3 separate regions of the Sus scrofa genome follow, and all the other regions are linked to region 1. Evidence: chromatin contacts called from public HiChIP or PLAC-seq and promoter capture Hi-C data. All regions are on one chromosome and are shown on one strand. The core of a region is the stretch at or near the end of the contact, and the rest is flanking DNA. Distances in the headings are between cores, read along the strand shown. Region 1 holds the start of MYO19 (unconventional myosin-XIX). Region 2 holds the start of ACACA (acetyl-CoA carboxylase alpha). Region 3 holds the start of PPM1D (protein phosphatase 1D).

Evidence for each region. Promoter capture Hi-C pulls out the DNA fragments that hold promoters and counts their contacts. HiChIP or PLAC-seq counts read pairs in DNA pulled down with a chosen protein or histone mark.
Region 2: an H3K27ac HiChIP or PLAC-seq map of alveolar macrophages shows a contact between it and region 1, with 8 times the contacts expected there. The contact joins the promoter of ACACA here to the promoter of MYO19 in region 1. A contact is called at or near these places in 1 of 5 promoter capture datasets (liver) and 1 of 2 datasets of contacts at active chromatin or transcription factors (alveolar macrophages).
Region 3: a promoter capture Hi-C map of liver shows a contact between it and region 1, with 2.5 times the contacts expected there. The contact joins the promoter of PPM1D here to the promoter of MYO19 in region 1. A contact is called at or near these places in 2 of 5 promoter capture datasets (fetal liver and liver) and 1 of 2 datasets of contacts at active chromatin or transcription factors (alveolar macrophages).

Annotation. Positions count from the first base shown.
Region 1 is chr12:38,072,224-38,075,941 of Sscrofa11.1, forward strand. It overlaps MYO19 (unconventional myosin-XIX), which reads right to left and starts at 1,745. Exons shown (of 26, transcript XM_021067311.1): 1 at 1,463-1,745. GGNBP2 (gametogenetin-binding protein 2) reads left to right here and starts at 1,810. Exons shown (of 13, transcript XM_005669028.3): 1 at 1,810-2,709. The coding sequence starts at 2,617.
Region 2 is chr12:38,798,261-38,801,978 of Sscrofa11.1, forward strand. It overlaps ACACA (acetyl-CoA carboxylase alpha), which reads right to left and starts at 2,165. Exons shown (of 55, transcript NM_001114269.1): 1 at 2,132-2,165.
Region 3 is chr12:37,534,586-37,538,303 of Sscrofa11.1, forward strand. It overlaps PPM1D (protein phosphatase 1D), which reads right to left and starts at 1,574. Exons shown (of 6, transcript XM_005669013.3): 1 at 882-1,574. The coding sequence starts at 1,353.

The DNA.
Region 1 (3,718 bases), core at 495-2,994:
CTTTGCTGTACAACAGAAATTGACAGAACACTGTAAATCATAATAAAATTTTTTAATTAAAAATACAAAATTAGCACTTATATATTGAACTTTTTTTTTTTTTTGTCTTTTTGCTATTTCTTGGGCCACTCCCACGGCATATGGAGGTTCCCAGGCTAGGGGTCTAATCGGAGCTGTAGCCACCAGCCTATGCCAGAGCCACAGCAACGCAGGATCTGAGCCGCGTCTGCAACCTACACAGCTCACGGCAACGCCGGATCGTTAACCCACTGAGCAAGGCCAGGGACCGAACCCGCAACCTCATGGTTCCTAGTCGGATTCGTTAACCACTGGGCCACAACGGGAACTCCTTGAACTTGTCATTTTTAATGTCCTTTACTGACCATAATCCAAAGGAAGTTTATAAGGTATAAAGTAGGTATATTCCTTGATATAGTCTTTATAGGAGCACCTTCAGAGCTTTAAAGCACAGTATTCTTTTTTTTTTTTGTTAAGAGTGTTTTTACATAAAACAAAAGATTCTCTAAAAATGCCCAGGTTCTGGCTATGTAGTCTAATCTGTCAGAACCTACATGCACATCCTGTCTGCATATCCTGAATTTAAGCGAAGGATCACACACTGTTGTGCTCTCCATTAGAGCCAAAGACATAAATACTTACTGGATAATCATACCTTTGGGACTGAACAATGGTTCTTCCAGTTTATTATGTCACCTACCCTAATAGTGACCACACAATGTCATAAGTCAACATAGCTAAGGATGCACTGTGGGGTTTTTTGTTGTGAATGTCTAAGATTTCACGTGATAACCAAAATACTTTTTAAAGGTCAGTATCACAGCTCTAGCCTATTCTAACAGGAGATACAGATGTCACCAGAATTAGTTAGTTGCAAATGGACTGATCCTTAAAATCGTCAAAGCTTTCATAGGCTAAATACTTTCCAACAATTTTGGTTTTACAAACAGGTCTTCAAAGCCTTAAAGGTAGGAACTGAGTACATGGTGGAATGATGTATACATGACTTTGTCCTGACAGCAGCTCTCCTTCTCAGAAGAGGGTCAGAGGGAAAGGCCTTTGGCCAGTACCAGTACTTTGCCCAAGGGAACCGGTGTCCTGACTGAGTCTTTAAGTTAATATTAACCCAGCTCAAGAAGTTTCTCTGCCCGGGACGTATACACAAGCCATAGTCTTCTATTCGCCTCCATTGTTATCAACAACAAAAAACTGTCAGCACTTAAATATTTTTGCCCCCCCCCTCCCTCCGGCGATATCTGGACTCAAGTCTGGGAAGCAGCGACGCGGCTGGCTCCTGGTGAATCGGGGGTCACGGAAAGCGGCGTCAAGGACTTAGAAACCAGCCCAGAATTTGTCTCTTAGCCCCCGGATGCTCGTCTCCCCTTCCCGCACTCCCGTCTTCTGCTCTCAGTGCCCTGGAAAGTCTCAGCTCCTCTCCACTTACCCAAGTCCTCACTGGGCCCCGACCCTCGGGTCGGCCCTGAGTCATCTCGGCTCCGCTCCCTTCGCCCCTCGGCTCTCGGGAGAGCGGTTCCTAGGCCCGCGCAGTGGGGGACCTACTCACTCCTCCTAGCAGCCCTATTTCGGATTTATGTGAGTAGCTAGACGAGGAGGAGGGTGCAGGTCACGCATCGGAGACACCCCCCAGGGGAACACCCCACCCCCTCCATCAGGGTTTCGAAAGAGGGGACCAAAGAGCAGCCTTCTGGAGTCTCGGAGTCTCGCGAGAGGAGGCGGGGCCCCCGCCCGGCGCTCTCGGCCCCTCCCTGCCCCACCCTCCCCAAGTCCCCCGCCCTCCCTCCCCCACTACCCGTGGCGCGAGCGGCTGACTGAGCCTGGAGAGGAAACGGCATTCGGAGCCGCGCTCCCGCCCAGGCCGGCCCTGACGCGGGCCTCGTCAGCCGGTAACGGGGAGCCGAGGTGGGGGTCAGGGAGGCGACCACGAAAACGGTGAAGGTCAGAACCGTGAGACCACCTCCAAGAAGTGTGAGGAAAGGGTCTGAGACTCCCACCACGGACTCCGCAGAGCTGAGGCGGGGTCGACCCCTCCCAGGGGCGGGGTCGCGCTGGGCAACTGCAGCCCAGGGGACTGACTGGGCGGGGCGCGCCCTTAAAGGGGGAGAAGGGGTCAGCTGAGGGCTCCCGGACAGTGGGCGGTGGGCAGCGGGCTGCGGGCATTGGACCGGAGGTCGGGAGTTGGGTCCTAGAACCGGGACTCCGCTGACGATCTGGGGAAGCCCCGGGGCCGGCAGGTCCCTTCCGCCTCTCCTTTGGACCCAGACTGGAGGCCGGCGGTGTGGGGGGTGGGGAGGGACAGCGGCGCGAGGGGGCGGGTCCCAGCGCTGCTCCGCGCTGATTGGCTGAGCGCGTGTGGAATCGGGTGATGGGAAACGCAGCCCAGCTCTCCTGTCCCCTCCTGCTCTTCTCCCTCCCCCCCGTGGCGAATGTGCTGCGCGGCGGCGGGTGCTTACGCTCGCGGGGTTTGGCTGTTGCAGGCAGGAGCAGGGAGGAGGCGGCAGCGGCAGCGGCAGGAGCGGCGGCGGCGGCAGCAGCAGCTGGGAGGAGGTGGTGACGGTGGCAACGGCAGCGTCGGGGACGATGGCGCGACTGGTGGCAGTGTGCAGGGACGGGGAGGAGGAGTTCCCCTTCGAGAGAAGGCAGATTCCCCTCTACATAGACGACACCCTCACGGTGAGCGGGCCGGGCCGGGCCGGGCTCGCCGCTCCCCTGGCAGCTGTTTCCCCTCCTCCCCCTCCCCCAGGCCGAGCGCTGCGCACTGGAGAAAGAGTGTGTTGCAACTCCTAGGCGAGGCCTTCTCTCCGGCAGGCCCCACAAACTCGCCTTTGCAGTGGGTCGTACGGTAACCTCTGCGGGCCTCCAGGCTGTAGCTCCGTACGCACTTTGGGCCCCTCTCCCCGGATCTTGCTTCTTTCGGCCTTCTTCCTTCACCTTGTCCTTTTAGGGGACGGTGCTTTTGCTAAAGCACACCCCTCGGAAGGGGGTTGAAGGATCTTGGGCGTTTAGGGCCTATCCCTTACAGAAACCACCTACCCTCGGGGAGGCTTAATTATCTGGAAATGTCGCAGCTGCACTGCTACCTATATATTTCCCATCTTAATACTACAGCTCTCACTCCATAAGCATAATTACTGAGGGCAGAGTGACATGCTCTTGCACAGTAGAGATGCCACTAAAATGCTCTGATTTGTTATAAAAAGTCTCATATGCCTAGTACATTAAAACACTTATTGCTAGGCCATGACTCTTCAAAATGGGCTTTCTTGGCATTTTTCTGTACTTTACAGGTAGCACCCCCCCTTTTATTCAAGGAAGCAAAATTGTTGAATGTGTGAGAGTTGATTGCTCATCTTGAATGTCAAAACCCAGTTCTGAGTAGAGTTGGTGGTGGTACAGCATTACAGACCCTCTGCCCTGTGTTACTGTAGTATTTCCTTTAAAAGGAAATGGCAGAAATTTGAATTCAATCTGAACAGGAAATGAGTGCAGTTGCTTGTTGCAATTTTTTAAAAAAATGAAACGAACCCTTTCTGAATATCTTGAAATCTGCATTTTGATGATGCTGAAGCTTTGGGTTATACGTTTGCCTGTTTTGATAAGGTGTAACTGTCTCTTCATCGTACCATCTTTGACTTTTTTCTTTTTCAAAGGCAGTTGTTCTGTTTTGTTCCCGAATTTCTTT
Region 2 (3,718 bases), core at 915-3,414, 730 kb after region 1:
AACATATTATAATCACACTTGCATCATTATTTCTATATAATTTGTGAATCAGAACTTATTCATTTACAAACACAAAGCAGTATCTGCAAATGCTAAAGCAGTGGTTCTCAAAGTGTGGTTGCCAGACCAGCAGCAGCAGCCACAGCCACAGAAGCACCTGGGAACTGTTAAAAGTACAAATTCTTAGAGTTCCCCATGGCTCAGCAGGTTAAGAATCTGGTGTCGTCACTGCTGTGGCTCTGGTTACAGCTGTGGCAAGGGTTCGATCCCCGGACTGGACACTTCCGCATGCTGCAGGTGCAGCCAAAAAGAAAAAAAAAGAAAGTGCAAATTCTTAGGAGCTACCATAGACTAGTTAACTGTATCAGAACCCACAGGATGGTACAGTAATATATATTTTAACAAGTCCTGAAGTTTGAGAACCATGTGTGCTAGAAGAATGAAACAGTAACAACAAACTGCCAGGAATGCCCAAAAAATACTTATTGACATTCACTAAAAGTGAGCTGGAGATTATGTAAGCTGTTATTTTTTTTTTTTTTTTTTTTTTTGTCTTTTTGCCTTTTCTAGGGCTGAACCCGCGGCATATGGAGGTTCTCAGGCTAGGGGTTGAATCGGAGCTGTAGCCACCGGCCTACGCCAGAGCCACAGCAACATGGGATCCAAGCCGTAACCTATACCACAGCTCACGGCAACGCCGGACCCCCACCCACTGAGCAAGGCCAGGGATCGAACCCGCAACCTCATGGTTCCTAGTCGGGTTTGGTAACCACTGCGCCATGACGGGAACTCCCTCTAACTTTAATTTTTAAAACTAGAATCAAATATGGAAATACCACACAAGCAGGAAAATTGACATCTAAATTCATTATACTTATCTCCCTTGGAATAATAAGTTTCTTAAAAAAAATTTTAATGTCTCCCAATTTCATAATCCGGCTCACTTCCAGAACCTTCAAAGAAAACCAAATAATTTAAAAAGAGGAAAAAAGGAGAGAGAGGGTGAAAGGGAAAAGTTCTAGCAGATTGACCACTCTAACGAACCCCAAAAGGTACACCAGTAAAAAGGCTACTTCTTTCACATTTAGAGCAGTGAACAGTCAAGCTTAAAAATCACAGGTTAAGAAGTCCCGCTGTGGCACATGGGTTAAGAATCCAACTGCAGTGGCTCAGGTCACTGCATTGGTATGCATTCAATCCCTGGCCCAGGAATTTCCATACGCCACAGGTGTGGCCACAAAAAAAAAAAAAAAAAAAAAAAATCCAAATGCCATCTCAACTAACACAGAATAGCTGGCTTTTTTTTTTTTTTTTTTTTTTTTTTTTTTTGCTTTTTTAGGGCTGCACCCTTAGCATATGGAGGTTCCCAGGCTAGGGGTTGAATAACAGCTGTAGCCGCCGGCCTACGCCACAGCATGTGGCAACGCCAGACCCTTAACCCAATGATCGAGGCCAGGAATGGAACCTGCAACCCCATGGTTCCTAGTTGGGTTTGTTTCTGCTGTGCCACAGTGGGAACTCCTACTGCTGGCTTCTTCACAAGAGAAATAAGGCATCTGAGGCAGCTAATAACCTGACCAAAATTAGATAACTACATACAAAAATAAATCTCACTGAGAAAAGAGCAATTCTCTGATTCCACAGAAGAAAAAAGAAAGGATTAACAAATAAATGAAAGGCTCCAGAAGGTCAACTTCAAATTGTTCCTTCCTTGCTAAGAACGAGAAGGCAGCCATCCCCTTCCAAAGACTGAGAGCAGCTCTGGGTCAACAACTAAAGAGCCTGTCCACCAACTGGCAACTCTCCTGAGTGGCACTCTCGGGCACTAGCCTATAAACCACAGAAAAGACAGGTCTCGTATGGAAAATCACTGAGTAGCTGCCCAGATACTCTAGAAGCTACTGTGCGGCCCGTCCCATTTCCACCGATTCCAGCCCCAAATTGAGAAGAGCTGATGGAATACTACCCCTGCCAGACTCATTCACTTCAGGTCACCCCCCGACCCCAGTCTGCCTATATTCTTCTGTGCAAGGTGCCTTTCAACATAAAAGCCTACAGTTTAATATTTTAGCAACAAACATAAAATTTGTAATCACACTGTAAACATGAAGGAGCATTATTTGTAACTGACCTCTTATAATTCTTATTGTCTGAGCAGATATCCACCTCCAAAAAGAACTAAAGAGAGAGAGAGAGAGAGAGAGAGAGATTTGAAGGTTTTTTTTTTCGTTAGAAACTCAAATTTTATCAATTCCTGTTTCATTATAGTATAAAACTAATACTCAAAGTATCATTTTTCTGGTCAAATACACTATTTAACTTGAAGTATAAAGTTCAGTTGTTTGTCATTTGCTTAAATCTGTAAACCAAAAGCATTACACACTCAAAAACTTCATTATTCATGAAAAGTATTAAAAACAATAAAAAGTGTTAAAACAATAACCCAAGCTAACCATTTTACAAGGTACTTTTTCCAACTATGTACACATTTCAACCCTATGATTTCCAATATTCCATCAAAAAGGAGGCAGTGGAAAGAAGAGAACCACTAGATTCTCTACAATTCAAGTTATGATTATGTTGCCAAATATTTGTACCCACCCACAAAGGCTGGGAGCCAGGGAAAGAACAGGTCTCTCATTATTAAGTCCCTAAACTCTAGGGACCAAGGAGTCTCTAGCTATTCCCCAAATCCTGGGTGTCCGTCTATGCCCAACAATTTTTTTTTTTTTGTCTTTTTGCCATTTCTTGGGCCACCCTCATGGCATATGGAGGTTCCCAGACTAGGGGTCTAATCAGAGCTGTAGCTGCCAGCCTACACCACAGCCACAGCAACGTGGGACCCGAGCCACATCTGCAACCTACACCACAGCTCACGGCAATGTCGGATCTGTTAATCCACTGAGCAAGGTCAGGGATTGAACCTGCAGCCTAGCCTCATGGTTCCTAGTTGGATTCGTTCACCACTGCGCCACGAAGGGAACTCCTATGCCCAACAATTTTAATGTATCCAGGGTAGAAATTTTCAACTTTGACTACATATAACAATTACCTGTGGAGCTTTTTTAAAAAGAGATGAATGGAGGGAGTTCCCATTGTGGCTCAATGGGTTATGAACCCAGCCCATGAGTATCCATGAGGATGAGGGTTTGATCCCTGTAGCTCCGATTAGACCCCTAGCCTGGGAACTTCCACATGCCGCGGGTGCAACCCTAAAAAGAAAAAAAAAAAAAAAAAAAAAAAAACCTTAAAAATTATTTAAAAAACAAAAACAGGAGTTCCCATTGTGGTTCAGTGATTAATGAACCCAACTAGTACCCATGAGGATGTGGGTTCAATCCCTGGCCTCACTCAGTGGGTAAAGGATCCAGTGTTGCCATGAGCTGTGGTGTAGGTCAAAGACTCGGCTCAGATCCCTCGTAGCTATGGCTGCAGTGTAGGCCGGTGGCTACAGCTCTGCCTGGACCCCTAGCCTGGAACCTCCATATGTCGCAGGTACGGCCCTAAAAAGACAAAAAATAAAAATAAAAAACAAAAACACACAAAAAATGTGTACGTCTAAGCTCCATTCCAGATCTGCTGAATCAGAATCCCTGCCGGAGACCCAGAGATCTGAATATTAAGTTCCACAACTAATGGACCTCTTCTAAATCCAGGCTTGAAAACCACTGGTCCAGGGTAGTGAAGAAAAAAGAAGAAAAGATCCTCTTTAAACAGA
Region 3 (3,718 bases), core at 324-2,823, 540 kb before region 1:
AACTAAACCAAACTTTTAGAAATTAAGGTCTCTAATTCCTTTTAGCATATCAGCAATTCCTTATCTCTTGCTACTTTGACGAGCAGCTACAATTTAGCTACAAAGAACTTTTAACTAGGAACTGCTGAGAACTATCTGACAGCAATTAGCTAATAGCAACTTCAGCAAAAAAAAAAAAAAAGTGCACTTTAAAAAAGCCCTAGCTGAATTTAACACGTATTCTTAACGTAGGATCAATTTAGGCGGTAAGAATGCATTCGGCGCTGGTTTTCATGAGCAGTACAAGCATAAAGATCCTAGAAACACTTGATGACCACCACACACACGAAATTCCTTCCAAGCCTTTAGGTCGCCGGATAACTTGTTAGCCTAACAGTTTACTCTAACTACCAGCCACCAGGGGTCAATTTTGGAGGACTGACACCGCCCGTAGGAGACAACCGAGTCTTTCAAAAGCAAAATTGTGACAAATTCGAAGGAAACGCTCTAATTTTTGCCATCTCCCGCTTCCTTTGCGTGTTTCAGGCAGCACCGTGTCTTCAATGAATCTTTTGGCCAAATCTGGCGCCAGGTTTCAAACATGTTTTCGCTGGCCGCCACCAAAGTGAAATCGCGAAGGGAGAGGACCGCTCCCCCACTGATCCTTGGCGGGGATGGGGGGTGTAAATAAAACGTGGAGCGTTTGCACAGAGACAGTAATCCTGTCCTGCCCAAAGCTACTTTGTTTGCCCGGACCTCCACCTAGAAGAGTCTTCACTCCCACCGATGGACACTGAGAGCGCTCTCGTTGTGGGGACCTGCAGTGCTGCAGCTACGGCCCCCAACCTGGCGCTACAGTCTCCTGAAAAAGAGGCGGGCGCCAAATAAGCCGGGGAACTTACCCAATTTCTTCCACATGGCGAGGTGACAAGCAAGGAAGCCCTTGCGGATGGCAGCGCACACCTTCGCCGGCTCGGACGAGGTGAAGCCCTTCTGTTTTTTGATGAAACCCCACAAGTGCTCCCGGGCAAACTGTGCCGCCTCCCGCCCGCCGTGCCCGTCGCACACGGCGAAAAAGGCCACCGAGGAACGGCGGCGGCAGCAGCGGCCGGGAGCTGGCGAGGCCCCGGCGTCCGGCGGAGCGTCGCGAGCTTCTCGGGCTGCCACCGCTGGGCCTTTCCCCGAGACTTCGCCTCCAGGAAGGGCCGGCGGTGTCCGCTGCGGGGGCGACGGCTGAGAAAGCGACCGCCGCGGCGAGGGCTTTTCTTCAGTTGTCGGCTCGGGCTCCACCACGATCTGAGTAACGTCCTCCATGTACTTCCTCCCGCCCTGGTCGGAGAAGACGCTCACTCCCAGTGAGTACAGCCCCGCCATGGCCGGCTGGCCGAGATCCCGCCGGTCCCACGCAGCCCGCCGAGCGGCGGGAGACACTCGGCGCTAGCCGGCCAACTATTGTTTATCTTCGACGACGCCGAGAAGGGGGAGGGGGCGGTCCCGGAGGTGGGGGGGCGCGATGTCGGGACTTGTCCGCGAGAGCTGGGCCGGAGCGCCCGGGCAAGCGGAGCCTAGCAGCTGCGCCTGCGCAATGCGCCTCCCCCGCCTGCCCGCGCCCACCACACAAATCGGACGTTCTCCCCGGCTGACGTCACTCGGCTCTCTGGGGCCGACCAATCCGGAGTCGAGTTGGGGGCGAACACGCCCTCCGCCCCTCCCTTCTCCCTACAACGGCCGCACTCCCTCCTCCCTGCGCGGGCGCGAAGCCAGCGCGCTACCCGGCTGGCTTTCGCTTTGCAGTGGGCGGTTTCGTCCTCCGGCTTTTCGGCGGGTGCTAAACGCTTATCTAGCGCCTTCTCTGTCACCTTTTTGCTCCGTCCCCGCGGTCGAATTGCAGCCTGCTGCCCAGGGCGTTGCGTTGCTTGCCTGGTGGGAAAAGCCGTGTAGGCTCGGGCCTCGCACGAGTGTGAAGAATCTAGAGAGAAAAACCTTCCATTTCTTGAAGTGGCGGGAAACCTCAGTTTGGAAGGTGGTTTGTGAATAGGCTGGGAAAAGCGTGGCACTGTCGAACTGGACTTGGGTGGGATGGATCCGACTGGGAGTTGTGAAAGGAAATCCACTTTGTGTTAAGAAAACACGGGAAATTTCCACCATTGGCTGCACGGTCTCGTTTCACATAAACTAGGTATGTCGGACACTTAAACGGCTTATGTTTTAAGTTCTTTTCAGCTTTTGCTAAAAGTAGTACTTTCCCCGATGAGCCCTGGATGCAGCATTTTAGTCCTTCGGCGGAATCACTTGAACAGACCACTTGAAAATAGGTTACAAAAACTGCCCAGCGCTCGAGTGCTCCAAGACCTTGGTTATCGTCTCTCCTCTTCTCCCATGGGTTGCAATCTAAGCCCTAAAACCTTTGCCCGGATTTCGACGGCATTAAAATAAGCCTCAGAGTTGGCAGGTCAGTTTGTTATCAACAGCAAATGTTCCTGTGAGTCAAATTAAAGTTCACTTTTTCAGTTTTCGGCCACTTCACCATCACCTCTCCTGTGTGCCCCTTCCTGTACAGCCTTAGAAATTTCCAAATGAAATGCTCCTGGTACTGAACTGGGAATAGGGAAAAAAACTGCTCTCTCTCTTTTTTTTTTTTTTTGTCTTTTTGCTATTTCTTGGGCCGCTCCCACGGCATATGGAGGTTCCCAGGCTAGGGGTCTAATCGGAGCCGTAGCCACCAGCCTACGCCAGAGCCACAGCAACGCAGGATCTGAGCCGCGTCTACAACCTACACCACAGCTCACGCAAGGCCAGATCGTTAACCCAATGAGCAAGGGCAGGGACCGAACCTGCAACCTCATGGTTCCTAGTCAGATTCGTTAACCACTGCGCCAGGAGGGGAACTCCATGCTCATTTTTTTGACATCTGGCACAAGAAATACAACTAGAAAAAAAATCCTCCCAATAAAAGAAGTAAAATCACCCCGAAATGGAGAAAATCTGAATAGATCCATTAAATTAAAAATGTAATCAAAGATAAGCCCTATGTTAAAATGCACCAGACCAGATGGTTCCAGAGTGTAAAAACACTTGGAAAAAATCCCAGCTTGTTTTGAAAGGTGATCATAATCCTGTTATCAAAACCTAGTAATTATAACACTAGAAGGAAATCTATAGACAACATTTTATACTAAATGCAAAAAAAGGTGAAATATTAGCAATTCTAATCCAATAATCTCCATAACACAAGACCTGCCAAAAAGAACAGTTTATGTAGCTCTATATTATTCCTCTTAAATAGTTTACCCAACTTCCCTTCCCCTTGTAGAGATTACAAAGGGATCATTACTTCATTCTCTATAATCCTTTTCCCTCAGTCACAATCAGTAGCCTCAGGGTCATCCATCATTACCCTGATTAGCATCTCCATGCTACTCTCTTGATTCAGTACCCTGCTCTTCACCAGTCATCCTAACCATTTCTCTCCACCCTTTAGGTTTCAACATCTGTTATCAGCCATTTCCTCTTTGTTTTTCACTCTTCTCTAAATGTTCCCATCAGCTTCCTGTTCCAACCGAAAACTGGTTGATTGCCTAGCAAAACTACCTCCCTTACAACTTTTCAAGTAGATTATTTTTCCTCTCAACAGATATTCTTATCTTCGAACCGTCTCATATTGCCTACAAATCATTTCCCTTCCTTCCTCCTTCAAAAATCTAAGCTCTCTCTCCCTTTTTTTTTTCTTTTTGCCATT